2 separate regions of the Oryzias latipes genome follow, and region 1 is linked to region 2. Evidence: chromatin contacts called from public Hi-C data. All regions are on one chromosome and are shown on one strand. Each heading gives the region's core, a stretch centred on a gene start, on an enhancer-like site or on the middle of the called end of the contact. The rest is flanking DNA. Distances are from core to core; before and after follow the strand shown. Region 1 has its middle 17 kb from the start of LOC110016029. Region 2 holds the start of otp (homeobox protein orthopedia).

What was found. Hi-C and Micro-C count contacts between places; a contact is called where the count stands out from the background.
Region 1: a Hi-C map of embryo shows a contact between it and region 2, with 1.8 times the contacts expected there. The contact joins the enhancer-like site here to the promoter of otp in region 2. A contact is called at or near these places in 4 of 5 Hi-C or Micro-C datasets (embryo and gastrula embryo).

Annotation. Positions count from the first base shown.
Region 1 is chr12:3,578,628-3,584,631 of ASM223467v1, reverse strand. No RefSeq gene overlaps it. Among protein-coding and RNA genes, the nearest start is that of LOC110016029, 17 kb to the right of the region's middle. Within about 2 kb of position 2,746, at least 2 of the 8 cell types and tissues checked have an H3K27ac peak or open chromatin away from gene starts, as enhancers often do. A contact at or near this core is called in embryo and gastrula embryo, where this site is marked.
Region 2 is chr12:3,524,824-3,531,284 of ASM223467v1, reverse strand. It overlaps otp (homeobox protein orthopedia), which reads left to right and starts at 3,283. Exons shown (of 3, transcript XM_023960724.1): 1 at 3,283-4,652; 2 at 4,983-5,395. The coding sequence starts at 4,577. tbca (tubulin-specific chaperone A) reads left to right here. Exons shown (of 4, transcript XM_004074503.4): 4 at 1,320-1,760. The coding sequence ends at 1,400.

The sequences.
Region 1 (6,004 bases), core at 1,497-3,996, 54 kb before region 2:
TAATTAACATTTGATTGCACTTTAAGAGCCACTCGAGTGCATTAAAAAGTGATCACTCAGTCAAACTGGAGATTCATTAATCGCGTCTGCGAGGCGAAAAGCTGGAGTGTGCGGATTCCTGCAAAGGTAAACACATTTGCAGCCATCCGCACGCCGCTTTATCTGAGATGCAGCCCTGTTGACAAGTTAAAATGAGTTAATATAAGCTAATAAGTTAAAAGGGGTGAGGAGAAGGTGAGTGCTGCTAAAGTGCTCCACTGTCCCATTCACCACCATTTTGCCCCCATAAAGGCTTGCACTAAAGCAGACTCCATCTGACATGTTGGCAAATTAGTGGTGCCAAAGACGCATAAACCACATGGATTCACGCACACACACAGAAAAAAAAGCCCCTCGCCGGGTCTCTTGATGCTCCTAATGAAGACCTGTGTGTGACAATAAAGCTGTGCGAGAGCGGAGGGACGCTCTCCGTCTGCAGCAGCCTCTCAATGATCATAAAAGCCCGAGCGGAGGCTGGAAATCAGGGGGAGAGTGCTCCAGCGCGTTCCAGCTTCTCTTTTCAATGAAGCCATTGTTCATTCAAAGAATTTGGCTCCATTTAGAAGATCAAATTTGCCTTTTGTCGTGATTTGCTTACTCACAAGGCCCCGCATACCTGATCATTTCCTTCTTAGCTGTTTGTTCGCCTCTTATTTTCCTGAATTATTCATGATGTTTAGAGGGGCCGCTCTAACAATAAGCGACCTCCGTCTTTGGCTGTTTACTCTTTGCATCCTCGTCATCTAAATGTTGGTGGATCAAACATCTCAGCGCCAGACTTTCCTCAGAGTTTATGTGTCAAGTTTTTCCATGATTTTCTGCTTTAGCATCACTTTCCGTGTTGTCTTTTAGTCACTTTCAGTCCCAGGAAATGATGTCAAAACAGCCTTAAAACTGCAAATATTCAATGTAAAAATAAATGTTTTATTATATCTCAAAACTCAGAAGGACCAAAAACAAACAGCTTTGAGTCATTCTTTAATGGGCCAACAATTGAAACCATTGAGGCTGATTAAAGACGTAGACATTTTTCAAAATAAGAATGATTTCTTCTGCAGTTATTAACTAAATAAAGGCATATCTTGTATCTATCTATCTATCTATCTATCTATCTATCTATCTATCTATCTATCTATCTATCTATCTATCTATCTATCTATCTATCTATCTATCTATCTATCTATCTATCTATCTATCTATCTATCTATCTATCTATCTATCTATCTATCTATCTATCTATCTATCTATCTATCTATCTATCTATCTATCTATCTATCTATCTATCTATCTATCTATCTATCTATCTATCTATAACCATCCATCTATCTCTATTTCTCTCCAATGTATTAAACAAGCCCCTCGAACTTTGTGATGGATTCATCAGACCAGGCCCGGATTTAGCCCCGCCCACTATGGGGTGCATATAGGTGTGTGGGAGGAGTCTGGGTGCTGAAAGTTTGGGGTGTCCCTCAGAAACCATGCTATCATCAAATCAGTTTATCTATCCGTGTGTCTATCTCCAACAATCGAAAAAATACCTGTTCAGTTTCATTCTAGGTGCTGCGACTGCTCGTATTTTGTTTCAGGGCCGTGTTTGCATTCTGCAGGACATAGTTTCTGCAGAGCAGCAGTAGTTCATTAGGAATTCTCCGCTAAATTGTGGGCTGGACCGATGGCGGGGAGCAATCCCGCACCCATAAATGAGAGCTATGTATTTACACGCTCTCCCACTGGCTTACAGCCCCTCATAACCCAGAGCTAACATTAATGGTGCGAAGAAAATGGCGAGCAATGTCGTAGTTTTGATCCAGATTCCCGCTCAGACGAGGAAAACAAAGAACTACATAGTCGTCCAACAGTGGATGCATCAGAATGGAGCAGAGCAGGGGGCCCAGCTTAGTTTTTACGTCTTTTTCAAATGGCATTTTTTCATCTGCTCCTGATTCACAACGATTTGGATGAAGAAATACCCAGAAAAGCAATTTAAAGCTCAATTTTCTTTATGCATGTCCTCCATCGTCAGAAAAATGCCGCAAGAACATGTTTAAAACAGCGTTTTAACTGGTGGGTATTTAAAAAATTGTGTCAATAAACAAAAGTTTTAAGAGAAACTGAACTCCCAGTTGATCTGTGGAGGAAGTGTGTCTGTCAGAGTGCAGCTCGTGTTTGCTGCTGCTGAATGCAGATGGCGTCGTGTGCAGCGATCTGCAGCTCTCCCTCCCTCATATGAGAATGCATAATCTGTAACTGCTCCTCTGTCCCGCTGTACTGCGCTCGCCTCTCGTCTGAATGCTAATTTTCCATTTAAAGTCGTCCCTCTTCCACGGCGTGGACCGGATGAATCCGACATCGCAGATGCAGAGAATCAAAGCTGGCCTCTGCTGCTGCCTTAGCAGCTCCGAAGGGCGCGAAATTGACCCCGGGCAGGCCAGGCAAGTGGGGCGGGGCGGGGCGGCCCAGTTTCCTGGCAGCGTGCGGCCACAGGCGGTGGACGCCGTTCTCAGATTTAAATGCGCATCTCATTTTAAGCAGTGTCGAGCACGCACACCCCTATGAAGAGAAAGAAACAGAGAGGGGCAGTTTCAATTCTCCTCCCAAATCCAGCATCTAATCCCCAGAGATGACCTTTTGGGGGGGTGGAACCGGGTCACTCTTGGGGAGCTAAATGCTTGGGGGAAATCCCTTTGTTTGCTCCACGCACACGGCAGTGATCTATAGAGGCAGCTCAAATGGAGAGTGACTGGCCTTTAATTGGAGTGGTCTGCGGGCAGTTGTCATGTGGAAATATTTGAATAGAGATCATGCGCCGCACTTCACCCAAATCCACTGGAGCTGTGGAGGGTTTGAGGGCAGCAGGGGGACCAGGGGATTACATAAATGGACTCAATCAGCCAATTAGCACTTTAAACGGCTTCAGGAACATGCTGGTTAACATTTGAAAGGAGCTGAAGGCCTGGCCCACTCGGGCGGCCACCTTTGTCCCGTTTGTTAATAGCAGATGTGTCATAATGTGTGGGGATTACACCAGAGGAGGCCGTAATCTTGTTAGGAGGAGTTTGTGTCTGGATGGGGCTGCGGCCGTCCCATTTGGTTCCATCGGCGATGATACCGGATAAGCTGACGGGGTTTCACGCCGCATTTGTTCGGTGGCCCCCTAATCGTGGCGTTTCCAATTGTGTGATTTATGTTCGGCGTCCAAATGCAGGCCATGATTACAGGCCCGGTGGCGAGAAGCGTTTAGGATGTCTGTGGCGGCGGGCGAATGGGGGAGTAAATGGGCGTTTTATTTATCACCGGTGCCACAATCTCCCGGAGCGGAAGAGCGCCCTCCCAAATTGAAATATAACGGAGTTTACTCTCCTGATTAGGGTTTTCTCCGCCCAAGGCTGTCATCAAACAAAGAGCAGCAGCACTCTGACACCTAATTGGGTCTGGATTAATGCTGCCTGGAGTGACAGCAACCCCCCCCTGCAAGCCTTTACCTTCCCTCTCCGAGAAGCTTCCATCTGCAAAAACGATTCCTGAAAAAAGAAAAATAGAATGACCATAATGGACAAAAACCCTACATAACTATATGTATCATATTTAATATATGCATTTCTGACTCTTATCCCATTAGCAGGATACAAATTTTCCCTGAAAACACATTATAGATAACCTGGTCCATGTTATCTGGCCTGTAGTTCATCATCACTCCACTAGGGGCAGTAGAAGAGCTTTTCCTGCTCATTTCAAAATGGCTGCTTCCATGAAATCTCAGAAAACGCTTTCGCTCATTTCAAAACTTTATGCCGAGAACAGCAGTGGACCGGACCTCCAAATCACAGTAACAAATCGCTCAATGCAAAAAAAGATCACGACTTTTAAAAAAAGCGACCAAAAAAACCAAAAAGTTACATAAACCAAAACTCCTTCCTCTTTCGGCTTTTCCCATCAGGGGTCGCCACAGCGAACAAGTCGCATGGTAAACTTGGCAATGTTTTACGCCGGATGCCCTTCCTGACGCAACCCTCTCAAAGCAACCGGGCTTGGGACTGGCACAGAAGTAGAGAAGGGAATAGGGAGCAGCCCGGAGTCGAACCCTGGTTTCACGGACGGAAGGCGCCGCAAACCAGCACGAGCTAAACCAAAACAAACTTTCTAAATCAACCACATACAGTTTACCACAAAATGAAACAAAACAAAAAGGAAATGTTTGTGACGTAAAAAAAAAAAACTCTTTCCAGAGCTCAAAAATGAAATGTTAAAAAAATGTAACAAAAAAAAGGAAATCCGACATCACTGATTGGATGATGACGTTCCAGCTTTTCAACTGGAAGGTGTTTGGGGAAATCTTCTGACCCTTGACTGTATCTGGAAACCGGACTGAGTGAGTGTGATGTCACCCATAGAAAACTGTTCCAACCAAACTAAGTCAATTCAGTCACCATTTTATAGCGATTCGACCATTGCCATGTTGGAATCAGACGTTTTTGGTTGTCCGTGATTGGTTTGTTTCTATGGTAACCACTCTGGCCAATCGAGAGGGAGCTTGTTGGAGGACCACACCCTGTTTACCGAACACTTTGAACGCTCAACATAGGACCGCCTACTTTTATTGCAACATCGGATTGGTCAGTTTACAACATGAATATCCTAAACTACAGAAAAAAATTAGGGTTAGCAAGTTCATGTTAAAAAATGGTTTCAGAGCAGGACTGGGTGGTAGGGGCAGAAATCTAGCGGGAAAACATGCAAACAGAAAGCTCTCAGCAATGGTAAGGGGAATTTGTCGATAATTATTTCTTTGTAATACAGTTACTCCACATTGGATCAAATTTGAGACAGTGGGTAATTAAGGTTAATTTTATTTCCCTGAACACTCATCTTAATATTTTTGCATCTCAAACTAACGTTGTTGTGAACAAAAACTTACAAAATCATCCAATTGATCTTACTGATACTGTCTATATCTCATAAAAAATGATATTGTATTGTTTATTTCATTAAAGGCTTTAAAAAAATGTAATAATTCCGAGAGAAAAAAAACAATTTTTTTCTATCAATTCTTCGATGTCGTGGGCTTTACAGGGTTATATTTAGCATATCTAAACTTTTAAACTGCACTCCAAGTTAGTAAAAACTTGTGTCAAAGACAAAGAAAGCCTCCAGGACGTAAAAAATTCACACTTTCAGTTGAAAGATGCTGAACGATATGCAGCAATTAACCAAGCTGCCTAAAAATAAACTGAGAACAGATGAACAGCTGTTGTTTGCTGCAGGAGCTTCACTTTGACATTTCCTTTAGGCTCCACGGTTACATCTGTGCCGCCATAAACTTACACTTTAGACCCAAACAGATGCACAGAACCTGTTTAAGAACAGGATCACATGTGTTCTCTGAACATTATTGTTCTATTCTGTGACACAATAAACTGTTGGTGAAAAATCAAAACGAGATCATGAAAACTACAATTTTCCCCATTTTTTTTTCATATTTACAGTTAAAAAAATTGATTATTATTTGTTTATTTTATTTTTTACTTTTTGTGAAAACATTGAGCTAAATTTTTATTTTAACTTTTAAGAACCCAAGAACATTTAAATTCTGTTCTGATTCAAATTCTAGCCAAAAAGTAGAAAAACAATTAAAAAAAACAACAAAAAAATCAAACAAATTAGAAAAAAATGAAATTTTGTTTAAAAAAAAAAAACAAATGGAAAGGGATTGACACAATAATAAATAAATAATAATAAAAAGGAAGAAAATAGCAGCTTCATTATAGAACATGGAAGTGGGGGCCCATTTTTTCGCTTTTGGTTGCTTATAAAACGCATTGATGTCCATCAATAATCTAAATATTTAAGATTTTAAAACTAAAAGAAATTTAATAGGAATTAGATCAATTGGGCATAAAAGTCCTGTTCTGTAAAATCATTTAAAGAGATTTCTTTGTTCTTAAACCAAATTCATTTTTAAAACCAC
Region 2 (6,461 bases), core at 2,034-4,533:
TCTCCCCAAAGACACTTTCCAAAAATGTTTTGTATTGACTTTGTTACCTTTTAGGCTGTTAACTTAGCGGCCGCTTCACGAAGCTAGAGGATGTATTTAAGAGTCATGGACGGATGTGGAGGAGAGAGCCGGGTAGTTTTTCAAAATAAAACTCCCTTCCCGTTCAAAAAAAAATGAGAAACAAAGCAAAAATAATTTCAGTTGCCAGATGGTTTTTTTTGTGTGTTTACCTGTGGCCCAGGGGTTTGGGACCAGTTTTGTAGGCAGATAACAGTTTTTATACAAATCGGTTTGGATAAAAAGTTTAGAGGCTTTAGTCTCCATAATTCAAGTCCGGTCAAGATTTTGACTTTATTTTAAGATTTTACCTGAAGTCTAAAGTGACGGTTATTCATTCATTTTAATCCATAATTTCTCAGAGTTGGACCGTTAATTTCAGGTTATAAAATGCAAAGTCTTGATTTTTATCGCCCATGATCATGAAATTAATAAAAGTTCCTGGAGTTAGAATTCTGACATAAATCTCAGTTTGTGTACCAGACTTGTTTTTTCTGTATTAATACATGAACGTTGAGTTATAATTGAGATTTTGGCAGAAGAATTAGTTTATTTAGGAATTTCAAGGTCAAAATTGCATCTAAAGTCTGAGATTGAAGAACTTTATTCACGTCTTAAAGGTTTTAAAACTAAAATTTTGACATAAAAGTGAAGAATTTGAGCAAATACTACATTTGTGCTTCAGATAAATTGACATTTAGAGATGAACACAATTTAAAAATATAATATATTTTGATTGCTATGTTTGAATGAAACCTCATTTCCCGGATTCTGTTTTCTTACCGAAGTATTTTACTGTAAATCTCAGAATAATAACTGTAAACTCCTGTGATTATAAAATTAAAAGGTTTAAAATGTCAGAATGTTTCAAAATCCTGACATTTACATCAGAATTCTGACATTAAGGCCAGAATTTCAGGGAAAAATCAATAAAATCCGGTTTGTGTTTGTGTGACCCGTGACGTGTTTCCTCCCCATCGTACAGCATATCAGATTATAAATTCTTTTTATGGCAAGAAGAAGCCAAAACCCGTCTCAAGTAAAACCTGCGGGTCTCTACTGTAACTTCTCTGAGACCCCCCCCCCCCCCCTCGTGGCAGCTCATTAACGGGGCTGTTGCCACGGTGACCACCTCAGGATTTCAGATGCTCTCCATCGAGGCCACGCCGTCCTCCGTTGCGGCTAAAATGAAGTTTTGTGTGGTCGTTTGTCCGTCAGTGCGGCTGCAGGCGGCGGCTCTAACTCCAACTGTGTGTCTCCAGGAAGCAGAGGAGGATCTGGCGGAGTCAGAGGAGTACAAAGAGGCCAGGACGATGCTGGACTCTGTGAAGCTCGACGAATGACGCGTTCCCACTCTGTCGCCTACAACGTCCATTCCATTCGTCAAGGCCTTTCCCGGTGGAACCGTGAAGCCCAGCCCAGCTCACTCTTCGTTTCTGCTCTGTTGTAATTATTTCTGCTTTGTGAAAACCACTAGAACACGGTGAAAAATGTTGACTATACACTGAAAAAACCTGGACTTCTTTTTGTTTTGTTTTTTATTTCAATGATTCCTAACGATGTACGGTGGTAAAATCCAGTTTTAAACGTTTGTAAGGACACGTCGTGTCCCCAAATTGATGCATCAGCTGAGTGTGTTTCTCTGCTGCCGTTTACAGCTGTGATCCTGATGCCTTCAATAAAGATGAGAGCTCTTTGGGGAAGCCTGTCAGTCTGATGACAAATGCTGCCGCTGGTCATGAGTGACGGAGCGCCGGCTCATCCGTTATCCAAAGCCCACCTTCCACCAGGCCTCCGAGTCCCGCCTAAATAGTCCTACTAATAAATGAACTCAATTGCCAGACAAATTAAGGTTACATTTGACTTGATCCGTATTTTACAGATTTCGATAATTATCGGGATCACCCCCAAAGTGTCATTACCGCCCTAATGAGGCGCTGCTACTCCGTGACATCCACCCCGCTCCATCTCGTTAAGGAAATCGCTCTTCAATGCTGATTATTTTATTTGGAGGTATAATTATATTTCTTTCGGATAAATCACGTCCTAATGGAGTCCGTGCAGAGGGCAGAGCCGCTAATTGAGGCATGAGATGCAGTGGCGGGGCGTTGCACCTGCGCTCCGCCGCCGCCGTGCAGGTGATTCTTGCCGACTGTGGGCTGAGAGCAGCGTTTGTGTGAAAGCTCTGTGTTCAAAACCAAACTTCAGTCAGAAGCAAAGGTTTCCCTCCCAGATAAGGTTGGAATGACTCCCATTTGAACCCAGGTTGCTTCATTCTCTGCTGCTTTTTTTTGTTCACCTGGGAGCTGCCGCAGATCGATTAATGTTTTATTTTTTTTCCCTCCCAGCTAAAATCTAATCGAGTGAATTTCTTATGTGAAGGCGGAGCAGGAAGAACGAGCCAAATGAATGCTGGAGGTCACAGGTTCGACTCTTTCCAGTCATCTGAGCCTCGTTAGTTCCGTTGGGGGTCATGTTTTAAAAATAAACATTTGTTTGACCCAAATGTGTTACAACTTTTTATTAAAATAGTTAAATCAGAGAAGCATTTGTTTTAGAACGGCTGACAAACGGGCGAATAAAGGAGGAAAATTAAAATTATTTAATTTAAAGAACAGAGATTGAGATGAGTGCATTCACGTGCAGCTACAAAGCTGGGACAATCAAACTATTTACCATAAATTAGTTTGGACTGACAACTGTTTCTGACTTCTGCCAGGGGAAAAAAGAAATGTAAGAAAGCCGATATTTTGTCAAAATGTTGGCTCAGCTCTGATGGTGGGTAAAAAAATAAAATATTGTAAATTAGAGTTACTCTACAATTTTACTACGGCAGAAATTAAAATTTGTAAATCAAATAATTTTAATCAAGTTCTTAAATGTGTTAAATGTCATTTATATAGCAAATTCTGGCAGACAGATTTTTTCAAACTTTAAAATTGCGAACATTTTCTGGTCTGAATGCAAAAGAATGTTTTACCTGATCATCAAAATTTCCCAGTATTTCACTGGTACTTGAACGCAGCACAAACAAAAGCTAATGTTTGCACAATTTCCTCTTAGTGCTCGATCCGTGCACGTGCAACCAACCCTGGTGAAGTTATTTTCCCCCGAAAAGTGTTAGAAAAAAATGTATTGACATTTGTTGCGTGTTTGATTTTAAATAAAATAAAATGAAAATTATTTGTTTTACAATCAAAACAAATCAATCTTTAATTTTAGTCTTATTTTAAAATAAATCTTAAAAATAAACTTGATACATTTTTCATGGTTTTATTAAAAAAACGGTTGATTCGTCGGGGAACTCGCGACACTTTAGGAAACCATCAAATAAAACCCCAAAAGGCGGAATTTTTGGGCGCCGGAAAAACACGCTGAGATCTGCCGGTGTCTGCGTGTCGTGGTTTGAGATAAATGTGTCCTCATCCACGCGTGTTTGTGCAGCGATAAACGGGAAGAGTGATGAGTGTCACGCCCCTGACGGCTGTGCAAAAAACAATAACTCTCGGATCTTACGCGTTATTCGGGACAGTAGAAGAACTTTATTTTTACGCATTAAGTTCTAGATCCACATTTTAGGTCCAGTTCTGATCCGGCTCCAATAGATCCACTGTGTCTGATGAAAAAGTGCGCAAATCTTTGTAATCCAACCAGCTATGTCCCTCCACGCGCGCCACTCGTGCCACCAGATTGCAGGCGCGTGAAGGCAAAAAAACTGCGCGGCGTTACGCTCGGACGCCTCCTTTGTGGCCCAGAAATAAACCTGCAGTCTGAAAAGCTCCAGACATCAAGCTCATTTTTAAACCCCCTTGATTTTTTGGTTTTTAAATAATTGTATCAGCCAGCAGGTTTTGGTTCATTTATCCAAAAATGTTAGTCAGATTTGTGCACGTGCAGATGACGCGGCCTTCCTCTGATATGGACTCGTTTCCAGACTCCTCTTCCTCCTTTTTGCGCCCTTTTACGCAGAGGCTCTGATGAACTGGAGGAACCAAGAATAATCGGGGTGAATAAAGTTTGCTTTTACACGGAAATCAGAGGCCACGTGTTTCCTCTTCATCCCTCCTGCTATGCCAACAAGAGCCGCGGCTGCGCGCAATTAAACAAATATTGTGTCGTTTTGCGGCTCTGTATTAAATCAGTATATTTTATTGGGCGTAATTTGGAGGAGAAATCAAAGCCAATTACAAGAATGAGGAGGAATGAACTTGTGGGATGTGAGAGAATGGGGGGGAAAGGAAGAGGAGGAGAGGGAGGAGGAGGAAGAGAGGAGCTCCGGCAGCAGCTCTGATTGGTCCTCCTTTGCAGGAGCTCGTGGCTTCACTCTGCCGTTAAGCGCCTCCCCGTTCCTCTAAACTACATTATAATGCAACCAAGCTCCCTTTTTAACCACAAACCGAATTTGCTTTCATTTACGCGATATATATTCCTTAAATAGGTTAAAGTCGTAGAGATTTTTTTTATTTATTTATTTGGTACTGGGGAGGGAGAATAGCGTTTCGCCCTGGAGCGGTGCGCAATGCTCTCTCACGCCGACCTCCTGGATGCTCGGCTCGGTGAGTTATCATCACCCAACTCCGCTCTTCAATTCTGCTGTAAGCTGGAGCAACTTTTTCCTTCAAATCAAGCTCAGAAAATTGTCAATTTGCTTCTCGTTTTGTCCTTAATGCGCCCGAAGTGAACTAAACTCGCTTAATTCATTGGAAAAGTAATTATTATTATTACCATTATTATTATATTACTGCGTAATTTGATTTTTGGAGTGGTGGAGCTGCATGGAAAGTGTTGCATGCTGGTTCTGCCCTTTTTTACTGTTTGCTTTTCCAAGTAAATAATTCTGTTTTCCGGTGTAAAATCGCCGGTTTGCTGGTTGTATGAGTCGCAGCCGCTGCGTGCGCAAAGCTCACGCGCGTGTTTGTCTGCAGGGATGAAGGATGCCGCGGCGGAGCTTCTGGGCCACCGGGAGGCTCTGAAGTGCCGGCTCGGAGGCGGCGGGGGAAGCGGTCCGGACCCGGGGCACTCCGGGGAGCTCGGCCCGGGTCCGGACGGCGTGGAGGGAGCCACGATGCTCCCCGGCGATGACATCAGCGGCGGCGGCGGTGGCTCCAACCCGGTGCAGGTGAACGGTAAGGAGCAGGACAAGCAGCAGCAGCAGCAGAACAGCAACCCCAACCAGGGTGGGGGGCAGCAGACCCAAAAACAAAAGCGCCACCGGACCCGCTTCACTCCGGCGCAGCTCAACGAGCTGGAGAGGAGCTTCGCCAAAACGCACTACCCGGACATCTTCATGCGCGAGGAGCTGGCCCTGCGGATCGGCCTAACGGAGTCCAGAGTGCAGGTGAGGCAGCTGGAACCCGATGGAGACACCACCCTGTTTTGGCTTCTATCTCCAATTACTAAAATCAAAATAGCCGAATTCAAAAGAGGGGACCTCACACTTTAAGTTTTTACGTAATAAAAAAATCTCTTTTATTGGTCCGTTTAATTAAAAAAAGAAGCGAATTTATAGTATTATTGATGGAATACAAAAATAAATAAAAGTTTTAACATATTCAAATAAAAATAATGCAAATTGTCAAATTTGTTTAATATCTATGCATTAAAAAATAAAGATTGAAAAGTAATTGTCTTAAAAATACAAACGCTCCGTTTTTTAAAATTATTTTCCCATAAATTCCTATTTTATATTTTTTTTTAAAGTTGTTGCAGCTCTAAAAGTTTACAAAAAGTCACAATTTTAAGTCCAGTTTCGACTGGAAATAATAAATTGGTTTTGGTTGTTAAAATTATTCACTAATGTTTCACAGCAGCTTTGTTCCGCTCATTTTTCTGACAGAAGCTGTAAAGTCAGCGCCGCGCGCGCCTCTTCCTCTCCAATCTTCATCACTGAAACGCGGCTTTTTATTCTGCAGCTAAGCAATCCTCCTCCGCGCGCTCACGTGTGAAATAAGAGCTTCTTCCCATTTACATAAAATCAGAATTAGTGAAATGATGCTCGTCCGCCGCTTCGATGAAGAGGAGGAGATGTCATCCTCACGTGCGCTCCAGCCCTCTCGTCCAAACCAAGGAGGCTTTTTTTCTTTCTTTCTCCAGGACGGATTTCACGGCTCTCTTATCACCGAACGCCCCCCTCTCCCCTCCCACTTTCCCCACGCAAAACGCCACATTAATCACGGACGACCGTTTATCCAGCGGCGGCGGCGCACGTGGACCGCCGGAGGGAAGATGGATCACATGCGAGAATCATCTTCAGAGGCTCCGCAATCTAACAAAACGATTGTTTTTATGTCAGAAAAGCTGATAGAGCCAAAAATCAAATCTGATTAGGATAGAATACAAAATAGAAAAACATTTTTCATTTTTAAATTAATAAAATAATAGAAAACCTCCAAATATGACTTATT